Linked DNA regions of Mus musculus: all the other regions are linked to region 3. A link is a contact called in public Hi-C and promoter capture Hi-C data. All regions are on one chromosome and are shown on one strand. The core of a region is the stretch at or near the end of the contact, and the rest is flanking DNA. Distances in the headings are between cores, read along the strand shown.

Region 1 (4,298 bases), core at 1,418-3,917, 220 kb before region 3:
GAGTGTTGAGTGTGATTGCATGTGTGCATCCCGATGAGGTCTGGTCTACACTGACCGCCTTCCTCCATCATCCCCAGCCTTGTACTTTAGGTGGGGTTTCATCTTGAAGCCAGAGTTTACAGTTTAGGCTAAATTGGTCTAGACATCCTACCCAAGGGATCCCCTGTCTCTGCCTGAGTGCTGGGATTAGACAGTCCTCCACCCCATCCTGCTTATACATGAGATCTGGGGATCCACATCGCCATCTCCCAGCTTCATGCTAAGGACTTTACCCACTGACCCATCTCTCCAGCTTCATGCTAAAGACTTTACCCACTGACCCATCTCTCCAGTCCTGGGCCTTGAACTTGTGATTCTCCTGCTTCAGCTTTCTTCATTTTTACTAAATCCAAACCTACTAGGTTTTTGTTGTTGTTGTTTGTGTTTTCAGTATCTTGTTTAAGGATATATTCCTGGACTGTAATGACATTCACACATTCTCTACTGCAACTTCTGTGTTTATGAGGTTTCTGAATTTGCTGGCATTTTGACTGTGTCATGATTGTGTTGGTCTATCTCCATGCTAAAACCACATCATGTCACCCACTACAAAAGGCATCCACCTGGGCAGGTCCCATAATATTTGTTTGGTTATTTGTTTCCATCCCTTCCCGCCTCCTGCCTCCCCTCTCCTTCCCCCTTCTTCTAATCCCTCTTGTGGATGGAATATCAAAGCTGTTTGTACACCATAGTTCAATATACAGTTTAGCTCCACCTCATTAATTTTCATAGACAACTCCACCCGAGTCATGAGATGTCTGTGATATTGCCTCCTGGCTTCATACATTGGTGGTAATGTAAAACATGAGTCTGAATGGTTTCTCAGTGCGGACTACAGTGCTCAGAAGAAGATAGTTCACTCTTGGGTTCAACAAGAGTGTCAGGAAACCTGAACTAAGGAAATTTTATTCAGCACCATCTCTAATAGTCCCCACAGAAATCCCACAGTGTCAGCAAACCCCTCCTCTACCTGCCATGCCTACAGGTTTATTCCAAGGGCAACCCATCGTAGCTCAAACAGATCCTCTACCTACTCACTCTGCTCCCTTGCCAACTTCTCCAGTCATTGCATGAGCTTTGCAACTGTCTGGTTCCCAGAAGAAACTCTGAAACCACTCTAAGCTTTGGGTGACCATCCTTTCCTCCTTCACCGCTTATCAGACTGTCGATCCTACTGCCGGAGTCTCCTGACTCTAACCTCCTCTGCTCCCCCACTGCCGCTGTTCCCTGATGTTCTGCAGTTTCCCAGCCTCCACCCCTCCAGACGATGCTCCCAGACTCCCCAGCTCGACCTAGTCCATTAGCTCCTTATCTTGTTGGTGGAAGGGAGGGCAGTGGGAGCCCTCTGCCTTAGGAGAGAGGAAAGGCTTGCCACCTCACTGGTTAGAATCCTTCTAGAACTGTCATTGACTTTGTTCCTTGTTGCTGCCCCACCCTTTGCCACATCTGGCCAATGTCTCATCACTGTTCTTGGCATTGCTGGCAATGGCACGATCTTCCTCAGAGGGGCGCTACAATGTTGCTTCCTGAGATCTCAGCAACCCCTGTGCTTGGTGAGCATTTTGTTACATAGCAATTATTGGTAATGATATTCTTATGGGTTTCCCATTTCTTGTTTGGCTCCTATCTTGGTGTGCACATTCTTCCATGCCTGTTCCCATCATACATTTCACGATCTACCATTTTGGATGTAGCTCTGCCAAAATCTTTACACTGCTCTGGATTGTTTTTAAGAAGGCTTTTTATGTGACCTCAAATGCCTTCCAGTCTTCTCTCAGCTCATCCTTGAAGAGACATCTCACAGCCATGTTTCCTGTAATGCCTTCAAATTGACCACGAAAAAAGCAAAAGATGGTTCTGCTTGCTTGCTTGCTTTTTTTTTTATTCTTATTTTTATTTAATTTAATTTTTTTTTTTTTTTGAGACAGGGTTTCTCTGTGTAGCCCTGGCTATCCTGGAACTCGCTTTGTAGACCAGGCTGGCCTCAAACTCAGAAATTTGCCTGCCTCTTTTCGTGTCTGTTGTAATTCTACCCTGCTACATCTCCTAAAAGGCTCCTCAAAGACTCAGCTTTGTATGTAGTTGTGTCAAATTAGGTCGCTGCCCCTTAGCACTCCCTGCCTGTGTGTGTTTTGCTGGTTTTACCTACCGTATTGAGTGGGAGAGAGGGGGAGGAGAGAAAGAGGAAAGCCGTTTTTGTTTGTTGTTTGTTTTTCACTTCACCTCAGGCCTGGTGAAAAGATAAGTTACTGATTTTTTGGTTATTTTATGTCACTTGTCAGGGGCACCTTCTTTCCATGCCCCAAGGAAAATACAGTAGAATTTTCCCCAAATGGGTCCCAATATTAGTATCCCCAGGGAACTGACCTCAGTAACCAAAGGAACTGAGTCTCAAAACGGTAGAGTAGGTCAAGGCTGTCTTAGTCTCCGTCCTTGAGAGGGCGCTGCTCCCAAGTCAAATCCCCAGGGCTGGGAAAGAAATGCCTGCGCTTTCCCACAGGACTCTGGCAGCAGCTTTTTGCAGATAGAGTCCGCGCGGCCGCAGAGCGCCTGCCCATAGACATGGCGGCGCCCTCCTTGGCTTCGCGTCGCCCTGACCGTGGAGCTGGCCGGGTTTTGCCAGTTCTCGGGGACTTCCTGCACGTCTGGCATTTAAACGCGCGCCGGGGGCGGCGGGATGCTGCTGCGGATGCGGAGCTGTGTGAGCCGCTGCCTACCCGGCGCAGCCTGGGCTCCGCAGTAGCGGAGCTCGAGCATCCTTTAGTCATCTATCTGGGGAGACCTGGAACTCAGGCTTCGGCTTCCCGGCAGGTTTGTCTTTAATTTCCAAGGTTGCAGTTCTCTTGACACAATCCACAGCATCCTTCTCTCCAACCGGGCTGTGGATGAACCTGGGACTGGACTGAATCCAGCAGCTGGGGCAGCCCGGGCCATGGTGCGTCTGAGCCCCGAGCTCTGGTAAGGCAGTAGTGGCGGCGTTGTTCGAGCTAGGCGGGTGCCACTCCCGGGAGCTTCCTCCCAGCTGTCACAATGTTCAGTTGGCTGGGTAACGATGATCGCCGCAAGAAGGACCCTGAGGTCTTCCAGACGGTGAGCGATGGACTCAAAAAACTCTACAAGACCAAGCTGCTGCCTCTGGAAGAGTATTACCGCTTCCACGAGTTCCACTCGCCCGCCCTGGAAGATGCTGATTTCGACAACAAGCCCATGGTCCTGTTGGTGGGCCAGTACTCTACCGGCAAGACCACCTTCATCAGGTGAGCCTCATCTGGGTGCTGAGCCTTCCGGGTGACGTGGAAAGTCTTCCATTAAGGGCTCTGAAGAAATCCCTGTGGGAGGCCTCAAAAGTTGATCCTACTACCGAGTCCCCCATTGATTCCTATATGATGTCCCTCCTCAGTTCTTAGCCCTGGTCATTTTATTAAGAGTCATCCCTGTTGTCTGATCTGGGCACTGAAACTGAGGCACAGAAGGAACCAGACTCCTAATGAAGGTGGGGATACCGTAACCCTCCTTTTGACTAGAATCTCTTATCTCGTGAAGGGCTTGGGATTATCCCGGGGAGCCTTACCTTTGCAGCCGAGTTGTTCTCATGGTCGCGGGCCTGGGGATGGGGGTGAACTGGAGACCCTGGGGTCATTTATTCTTTTACCGTTTTTCCTTCTCTCTGACAGTGCTTTTAGGGCTGTCTCTTAGAGAAGCAGAATACTTTTAATAAGTTTCTTCTTTGAACTTAATAGTTCAATAATAATAATAATAATAATAATAATAATAATAATAATAATAATAATAAAGCAGCTTACAGAAGTAGAGGAGATACTAAGATGCCTCATCTGGCCCTTGACTTTGCAGGTGAGATAGCAGAGGTGATGGGAGGATACGTGATGGTTTAGAGCTGCACAAGATGGAAGCAGCCCTCGGTGCCTGTGAAAAATGTTAGCTACGTGCCTGTAACTTTAACAGGGAGTCTTCCATTCCGTTGAATGATAGATTTTGGGGGCTGCAAGCATTCAGAGAGAAAGTCAGAAAAATCCAATAGCTCTGAAGAACAGGCCTCTCTCAATCTTTACTGCATACAGACTGCAAAGCCAGGCTGCCCTTTTCAAAGGTTGAGGGGTACACATATTCCAAAGGTTGGAGGCTGCTTATGGCCCTTTGGGCTAAGAGGTCACACTCTTACAGGTGCCGTATCCTCCCAGAGTCAAGGGCACCCATCTGCAGAGGGCTTTAAAGCAGCAGTCCTCATATTTCTGGATTGG
Region 2 (4,354 bases), core at 1,358-3,857, 140 kb before region 3:
GATTAAGAAGTAAAAGCTTGGGGCCACATGCTCCCGGAATGTAACTCTGACCTCCATGTTTGCCAGTTAGCCTTCAGGAGCCAACACCTCCTTCTATGGAGAGAGAGGATGTCCTTGCCTATCCCCGAGTGCTGTGTGGGAGTGGATGGGATGGAATATATATGCAGCCTGGGGCATGGAATCAGTATATTACCCACCCACCACCACTCCACCTCATGCCTTGATTATGTTTCTTATGCCCTTCTATTCTTCCTCAAGATCCCTTCAATCCTCTCTAACCCTGACTATTAAATAGTCTTCATACCTGCCTACCTATAAGAGATCATCACTTCCTTTTAAGTTGCACAACTAAAAGATCAAACCAAAAATATCCCCAATACAGACAGCCAATTCACTCTGTCTAGACCCTGATTCTGTCTCTTCCTGTCTCCCTGGGAACCAACCTAAGCCATTTCCTCACTCAGAACAGGCAGAGGCAAACTTCAGCTGTGGGCTTGTTCTTGGACTAGCCTGTGCCTGCATACCTGGCCCCATTCTCCTTAGATAGCTTCTACCTGTGAACTCCCTGCATTAGCATCCCCACCAATGTTCCATAAAATACAGATTCTCTGGCCCCTGTAGACTCATTGGATCAAAATCTCTGTAACAGGACCCTGGAGCAGTGCTTTGAACCATAAGTTCCAGTAATTCACTTGCTCTCATCGAAGCTTCCCAGACTATATGTAGCCCCACGGAACACTATCAAGATTCCTTTAATAAACTACTGATCCTCTCTTAATTTTCATTAAAAGATCATTTTCAAAATAACTCTCTAGTGAAATATCAAGTTTATTTGGTTATTCAGAATTCACAAGCTCACATGATGGTATATATAGCCTTATCTCAAATATCCTCCAGAGGGTTGACCCTGAAAGTATGGCATTATGGGAAAACAGTGGAATCTTTTAAGGGGAGGAGCCTAGTTGAAGAGAGTTGATCTTTATCCTGGAAGGATAAGTTGAGATCCTGGTGATAAGTCTTCCTCTACCTCATGTCCCCAAAACATACAGATACTTTGTGGCCACAGGCCCAAATCAACTAGGTACTGAAATTTAGAGCCAAAATTAACCCTTCACCTTTTAAGTTAAGAATCTCAGTTATTTTGTCCCAACAATGGACACTGACAACATTCCACATGAGGAATTTAGCCAGGTTTTCAGGGGACCTGAGGCTATTGCTAGAAGAGAAGGAAGCCATGCAGTGAACATTCTGTGAACATTCGTGGAGGCCTGCGTCTATGAGATTCACTACAAATCCTCATTTATATCACCCTGGACCCTCATTCCTTCACATTGCTGCTCTTCTCCGTGGGTTCTGATAATCTACAGCCAGTTCTTCACTATGGATTCGCAGTGCAGATTTAAAGCTTAAACACTAATAAGTACGTAGACTTGAAGAGGGACAGCTTACTTCTTGTCTTAGTTAGGGCCTCTATTGCTGTGATGAAACATCATGACCAAAAGCAAGTTGGAGGAGTGTGATAGTTTTCAGATGCTCAGCCCAGGGAGTAGTTGGATTAGAAGGTATGGCCCTGTTAGAGTAGGTGTGTCACTGTAGGTGTGGGTTATAAGACTCTCATTCTAGATTCCTGGAAGTCAGTATTCTGCTAGCAGCCTTCGGATGTAGATGTAGAACTCTTAGCTCCTCCTGCACCATGCCTGCCTGGATGCTGCCATGCTCCTGCCTTGGTGATAATGGAATGAACCACTGAATCTGTAAGCCAGCCCCAATTAAACATTGTCCTCTATAAGACTTGCCTTGGTCATGGTGTCTGTTCACAGCAGTAAACCCCTCACTAAGATAAGGGGGAAAGGAATACACTTCTTTACCATAGTCCATCACTGAAGGAAGTGGGGACAAGAACTCAAGCAGGGCAGAAACATCAAGGCAGGAGCTGAAGCAGAAGCCATGAAGGAGTGCTGCTTGCTGAAAGGCGGGAGCTTCAGAGATACAGAGGCCACAGGGGCTGGGGCTGGGGTGCTGCTTACTGGCTTGCTCCTTATGGCTTACTCAGCCTGCTTTCTTATAGAACCCAGGATCACCAGTCCAAGGATAACACCCATCACCATGGACTAGACCTTCCCATGTCAATCACTAATTAAGAAAATGCCTAAAGGCTTGCCTACCACCTGATCTTACGGAGGCGTTTTTTTCTCAGTTGTGGTTTCCTCTTTTCCAGTAACTAGCTTCTATCAAGGTTACATAAAACTAGCCAGCACACTGCTCAAATACAAATAATACCAAAGCTAGAGGAAATGAGTGTGTACACAATCATTCCAAATTGGGCTCAATAGTCAGAGCTCATTAAAGGAATCAGCCCATTTTCCACGGGGAAATACGGAATGGAGGAAGTAGATAAAGATGTTTAAGTGGCCCTGAGTCAGGTTCTGAGTATAGTTATTGTCACTTCTTTCTTTTATTGCCCTGGGGAGAAAGAAACAAAAGCACCTCCCGTTGTATCATAGGCCAAACCTCTTCCTTCAGGATAGCCAGCTCCTCTACCCTGTCCTGTCTCTCAGAGGGTTCTATCAACTCCACCCTCAGGCGCCACACTGGACAAGCACAGCCCACAGAGCTGGTTGAGGTTTCCCTGGTCCTCAGAAATAAGCAGTTAGTAGCCTCCATAGCCCCTATCTCCTTTCCCTTCTTGCCAGAGGGGGCGGTTGACTCACTGCCTCCCCCCTGGGGAAACCACAGAGCGCAGTGGCCGCCAACCACTGGTGGTAAAGCTCCCGGAAAGTTCCTGCAGGTCCCAAATAGCTGCCATGTGTGGACTCCCCGTCTCTTATTGGGTACCACAGTGGGCTTTAACTCATGGGATCCTAACCCAGACGTGTCTCAGGCCTGTGGTGGGGATTCACGCAGATGAGGATGCTGAGGAGAGGAACAGTGTGGTGTTCATCCATCCCCATCACCGCACACCTGAGCTGAGCCTGCTTCACCTGAGCTGAGCCTGCTTCCAGGATGGCTCACTGTACCAACCCCATCCGCGTAGGTGCTGGACCTCTGAGTATCCCAACCTGGGCCTGTGGGTGCCTCTGCTTTACTCCATTTGTATTAACGTGCACAAACACGGCGAGTTCTTAACAGTTTGCAAGGTCTTGACTTGCAAGCCTACACAAAATGGCCTACATTTTTAAACGTGAAGGTTTACTCACATGTAGCAGAATGTGTGGCTGCCTCGTGACTTCTGGTAGAGGCCAAACCTGTAACCCAACCAGCATGCAGAATGTTTCCATCAACCCCCTGTCTCCTTCCTATTCACTCCCCACCCGCCAAAGGAGAGCCCTGAGGAAGAGATGCCGTTCTCAGGGGGGTTCTAGTTTGTTCATGAAGCTGGATGAAGGGAACAGAGGCAGGAACCGGGATCGAGTGGATGCAGGAGAGATACTGTGTCCACCTCCTCTACAACATGGAAGCAAAATAAAACCCCAAAACTCAAAACAATTTATTCGGCTAGTCTGAAGATCAAAACCATATCCTTGCATATGCTAAACAAGTGCTTCACCACCGAGCCACACCCCCAGCGACACGCCTCCATCCCAAAGGAAACTTCCAGAGAAGTTTCCAACAGCTTCTGGAGATGTCTCCCTGGTCACTCCTTTCACCAGCTCAGCAGCCTGTCACTCTCACACCTTGGGCCACCCCCAACCTGATCCCACTGCGGTCAATATCTGGTACAACGATGCCGCTTCCTCCAAGGAGCCCTCCCACAATGCCACAGCCTCAGCACCTCTCCTTTCCTTTGTATGCCAAGGGCCCCACCTAAAGCCTTCAGGAGCCACTGAGTTAAGAACAGAACATGGTGGTTCTACCAAAAGCCCTCTTCTCTGTGAAGGCACGGGGCAATACACTTCCCAGCTATGATTACATCCAGACACCTCTCCCACATTCCTGCTGAGTGTCTGATAACATCCTGCCTCACAGGTCTATAAAAAAAAACAAAAACAAAAAACAAAAAAAAACAACCAACTTTGTTATGTTTACCTCAGTCCTGTTGATGATGTTAAAACAACTTGGGAGCAAGTCAAATGTCAACACTGGGAGAGTTCATTCAATAAACTATGGTTCAATCTATACAAATGGAAAATTACATACCCATTAAAAATAACATCAAGGAAGCATATAAATAGGCACAGAAAGCTGGGGAGACATACTGCCAGGTTTTAAAGGCATCTCGCAAAACATCCAAGTGTGAACAGGTTTCCTCATTGAGAATCGACATTGCCGGACATCATCTTATTCATATGATAGGCTGTGGCTTTGTGTGATTCATGAACACTATGAAATGAAAGTTATCTACGGACAGTAAAAG
Region 3 (3,934 bases), core at 628-3,127:
ATAATTCCTTACCAAGGACCCTGTAACCAACTCTAATGAGGCTCCCTTCGTCATGAAAGGTAAGTCAGTAGGGCTAACAGGAGGGCTCAGCAGTCAAAAGCACTTGTTGCACTTCTAGAGAACCCGGAATTTGGTTCCCAGCACACATGTCCAGAGGTTTGTAAATCCTTGCCGAATTACTCAGCTCCAGTATCTGATGCCGTCTTCTGAGTGTCCACACACACATATGCATACAAACACACACACACACACCACGTAAATTAAAGTATACCTTTGAAAATAAGATAAAAACATGTAAGAGCAAGAGGAAAACAAAATAGAAATAAAAGATGCATATAGTAAAAACACATTATAAATTATGAAAATGCCACGAGGCTCATTATTGTGTCTAACTAGACACCTGCTTACAACAAATAAAATTTACAAAAAGCATGGACAACGTTAACTTCAGAGAATCGGCAGCATCTCTTGAAAATATCCCTTCCAGGAGTTTGGGGATGCAACTACTACTATGGATCTCATTTTGCCCTCTAAAAGGTAGGTTGCAGTCCTAGCTCCCAATGCCTGAAGATACAGTCTTATTTTGGACCAACAGTCATGGCATATGTAATGAATTGGAATAGCTCATACTGATGCAGGATGGACCCTTAATCCCACAGATCTGCAAAGAGACATGAAGGAGATATAGGATGAGAAGGTCACAGGAACACTGGTAGAGATTGGAATGAGTCTACCCCAGCCATGGAGAACTAAGAACAGTGAGTCTCCACCAGAACTGAACAGAAAGAAGCAAGGAAGCAAGCCATTCCAGAGAGCACAGCCCTGCCTATCCCTTAAGGCCAAACCTCTGGTCTCCAGAATTCTGAGAAGATAGATATTTTTCCCCTTGCTCTAAGCCATGCAGCTGAGGTCCTTTCCTGTGACAGCCTGAGGAAATTAATGCTGACCAAGTTGTCCTCTTAACTGGTTGAAACTAATGGCCCTCGAGGCATAATAAAGACAAAATGCACTCTGCTAAAGTGCTTTGGGTTTGAACTGGAAGACAAAAGTGATCACGCGTGCCAGAAGAGCCCGGTCTGCCCTGCTTTGGTTTGAAAAGACCCTGTGTGCTCCATCTCCCCCGCCAACGCCTGCCATTGCTTCAGGAGCACCGTCACAAAGCCCTCTTAGTCCTAGTAAAAGAGACACCCCTGGCTCTCCCTCCGGGAGGAATATAACCAGACAGCCTCAATTTGATTTTGACATTGCACCAGCTGGAAACTCCTGGTGGAAATATTGACGGAGAACTCTGTCTATGCTCTTCAGAGACGCTCCATGTACCAGGCAATGCCCCGACTTCTGTCATTCGTTTACTGCCTCTGATGGACAGCAGGTTCTCCTGAAGTGGGCTGTTGCCATGTCTCTCAAAGGCTGTGAACCTTGAAACCCTGTCCCTTTCGAGACAGGAAGTTGTAGGATTAGGTCACAGGAGAAACTGCTGCTTTGCCTATTTCCAAACTGGCCTCAGTTTCTATTCAAAAGGAGCTTGTGCCTCATTTAATCCTAAAAGCTATTAGAAAAATCATTAGCCAGACAAAAACACTGAGGCGAGGCAGAAACACCAAGGAGAAAGATTAAGATGCGCTCAGCTCAGTCCTTTAATCCATGTGTTCCTTCTTGGTCTCTAGGCATTCATCTTTCTATAAAAGTTACTTGAAAGTAAGCAGGTGACGTCCTATCACCTCCTACCTTGAGAGGGACAGGGTTTCAATGATCCCTAGCCCCTCTCTACCCCTGGATTAACGATTTGTTAGACCAACCCTCCAAGGGGGTGGGGTGAGGGTAGGGGTGTGGCATAATGGGACCTTAACTGCCTGCAGTTCCAACATGTACCAGCAGATGGAGCACTCGGAGCTCATCTGCTTTCCTTGCTTGGTGATGGCTGGCAATGGTCTCATCCCTGGAGAACAGACACATCAAGAAATACAGTGGAAGAGAATTGAACTGAAACGTGACATTTCTTTCACCTCTTAACCCACTATCTGAAGTTTCCAGCCAGGTGGTAATAAATCTTATTTGGAGACGAATACTTCTATGTAGATGCAACGACCTTGTGACACTATTAACTGTCAACCTGACCCTTAGGGGGTAGTCTGGTCACACCTGTGAGGGACTGTTTCTATTAAGGATAGCCTCAGAGAAATTCCTGTGAAGGGTTGTCCTGATTAAGTCCATTGATGTAGGAAGACCCGTCTTAATTTTGGCAAGGCTTATTTCCCTCGTGAGGGACCCTGGACTGTCTAAATGAAGAGGGGCAAACAGAGCATATATGGTATGTATGCATTGATTTGTTTTGCTTTCTACTTTTGACTATAAAGGCAATGTGACCGGCTGCTTCAAGTTCCAGCCACCTTGACGTGCATAGCCCGGAAGATGGAGCCAAACGGGCCCTTTCTTTCTTACGTTGTTTCGTTGTAAAACACTATCAGATCAACAGGAAACAAAACTAAGACAGACCTCTCTGTTAAAGGTTTACCTGTGGTGGTAAAAAGCTTGCATCCCCAGGAAACAAAGTGTGAAAAATGCAAAAGCAAAGGCTGGAACAGACCAAGTGGCCAAAGCGTAGCCCATCCATTCAATAATCTCGCCCAGGAAATTGGCTCCAGACACATACGTAAACAAGCCACCTGTGTGCAGAAGAATCAAAAAAAGACAGCACTCAGAACAGCGTTACCGTGACACTGCATCCCTGTGTCTCATTCCAAAATGCACAAAGACAGGCAAAGGAACGTAAAGCCAGCATTCAGAGGAAGCTTTGCAGAGACGCAGGGAAACTAGCCCCTTGTCTGGAGAATGTTCTGGAATCCTGAGGAGTGGCCCTATCTCCCTGAGGGGCTTCCTGCCCGTTTCTTTACAAGGGACCACCAGCTTCAAGCAAGACAAGCAAGAGGTGCCGAAGACCTGCTTTTTGTCTCGTTTCATGAAAGGACTTCTTCAGGCAGCTTCTTCCTAAGACTTTCCTGGCAAGGTCAAATGCCAACCACTAATGGTGCATTCCAGCCCCACAAAGTGAGACTTAACATGTGTGAGTGATGTGATTCTTGTCTGACCCTCTGATTGTCCACTACCCGGCCCCCTACACTATACACTGTTCAAGTTGAAAGCAGTGAATATTTGGCTTGGGAAAACTCAGCTGCTGCTAAGTTACCCCACAAGATATTTCCTCTCTCAGAACTATCTAAAAACCAAGCTATGTCCAATGACATCCAATATACCCACACTCAAACTTTATGAGCCATATTAAACTAGGAAAGCTGTGACCAAAACAGCTTTTCTCCTTCTATAATTACATTACATTGTGCTTTTAAGTCATTCTATCTCGGTCTCATAACTCGGTTAAAACCCTTGGCAGTCTGGTTTTGTAAGAACTGTCTCTGCTTATCTTTACGTAATTATTAAGCCGAAGTTTTAAAGTGTTGCTGTGGTTGGAATGTGAGTGCTGCCCTCAGATTCTTGTGGACACTTTGTCCCCAGCTGGTGAAATGTTTCAGAGGGGTATAGAACCTTTCAGCCATGGGCCCTTGCTGGCAGGTGGAAGGCTATCAGGTATGGACTATAGAAAGAGAAAGACAGCCTGGTTCCTGCCCAAGTTCTCCACTCTCCTAGCTGCTATGGAGATTGAAGCAAGTCACTCCATGTTCCTGCCACCAATGACAAGAACTCCCCTAGTACGACAAGGCTCCCTCGCCTAAGCTTCCTCACTTGGACGCTGTGAGCTGACGTCACTCTGTCCAGTAACTTTGTCCCAGCTGTGCGCAAGCTGGCACAAGGAGCGAGCTTCTTTCTATTGCTTTTTTTTTAAAGATAACACTGTTCCCCTACCGTTCTGCCCATGACACCTTTGACTGTGTGAAGGACCCTTGTCTATTGCAAAGGGTCTGATTAGCCATGAACA

Evidence for each region. Promoter capture Hi-C pulls out the DNA fragments that hold promoters and counts their contacts. A called contact is a pair of places that touch in the nucleus more often than the background predicts.
Region 1: a promoter capture Hi-C map of the 3T3-L1 cell line shows a contact between it and region 3, with 2.6 times the contacts expected there. The contact joins the promoter of Ehd3 here to the enhancer-like site in region 3. A contact is called at or near these places in 4 of 39 promoter capture datasets (the 3T3-L1 cell line, 3T3-L1-derived adipocytes, hippocampal neurons and 1 more) and 1 of 9 other capture datasets (adipose tissue).
Region 2: a contact with region 3 is called in a Hi-C map of the 63-12 cell line, with 4 times the contacts expected there. The contact joins two enhancer-like sites. A contact is called at or near these places in 1 of 15 datasets of contacts at CTCF or cohesin (large pre-B cells), 3 of 484 Hi-C or Micro-C datasets (the 63-12 cell line, the BV-2 cell line and large pre-B cells) and 1 of 9 other capture datasets (embryonic stem cells).

What each region holds. Positions count from the first base shown.
Region 1 is chr17:73,802,174-73,806,471 of GRCm38.p6, forward strand. Ehd3 (EH-domain containing 3) reads left to right here and starts at 2,668. Exons shown (of 6, transcript NM_020578.3): 1 at 2,668-3,296. The coding sequence starts at 3,070.
Region 2 is chr17:73,873,219-73,877,572 of GRCm38.p6, forward strand. No RefSeq gene overlaps it. Among named protein-coding and RNA genes, the nearest start is that of Ehd3, 71 kb to the left of the region's middle. Within about 2 kb of position 2,608, at least 24 of the 459 cell types and tissues checked have an H3K27ac peak or open chromatin away from gene starts, as enhancers often do. A contact at or near this core is called in the 63-12 cell line, where this site is marked.
Region 3 is chr17:74,018,869-74,022,802 of GRCm38.p6, forward strand. It overlaps Srd5a2 (steroid 5 alpha-reductase 2), which reads right to left. Exons shown (of 5, transcript NM_053188.3): 4 at 2,516-2,666. Among named protein-coding and RNA genes, the nearest start is that of Gm24475, 20 kb to the left of the region's middle. Within about 2 kb of position 1,878, at least 22 of the 459 cell types and tissues checked have an H3K27ac peak or open chromatin away from gene starts, as enhancers often do. A contact at or near this core is called in the 63-12 cell line, where this site is marked.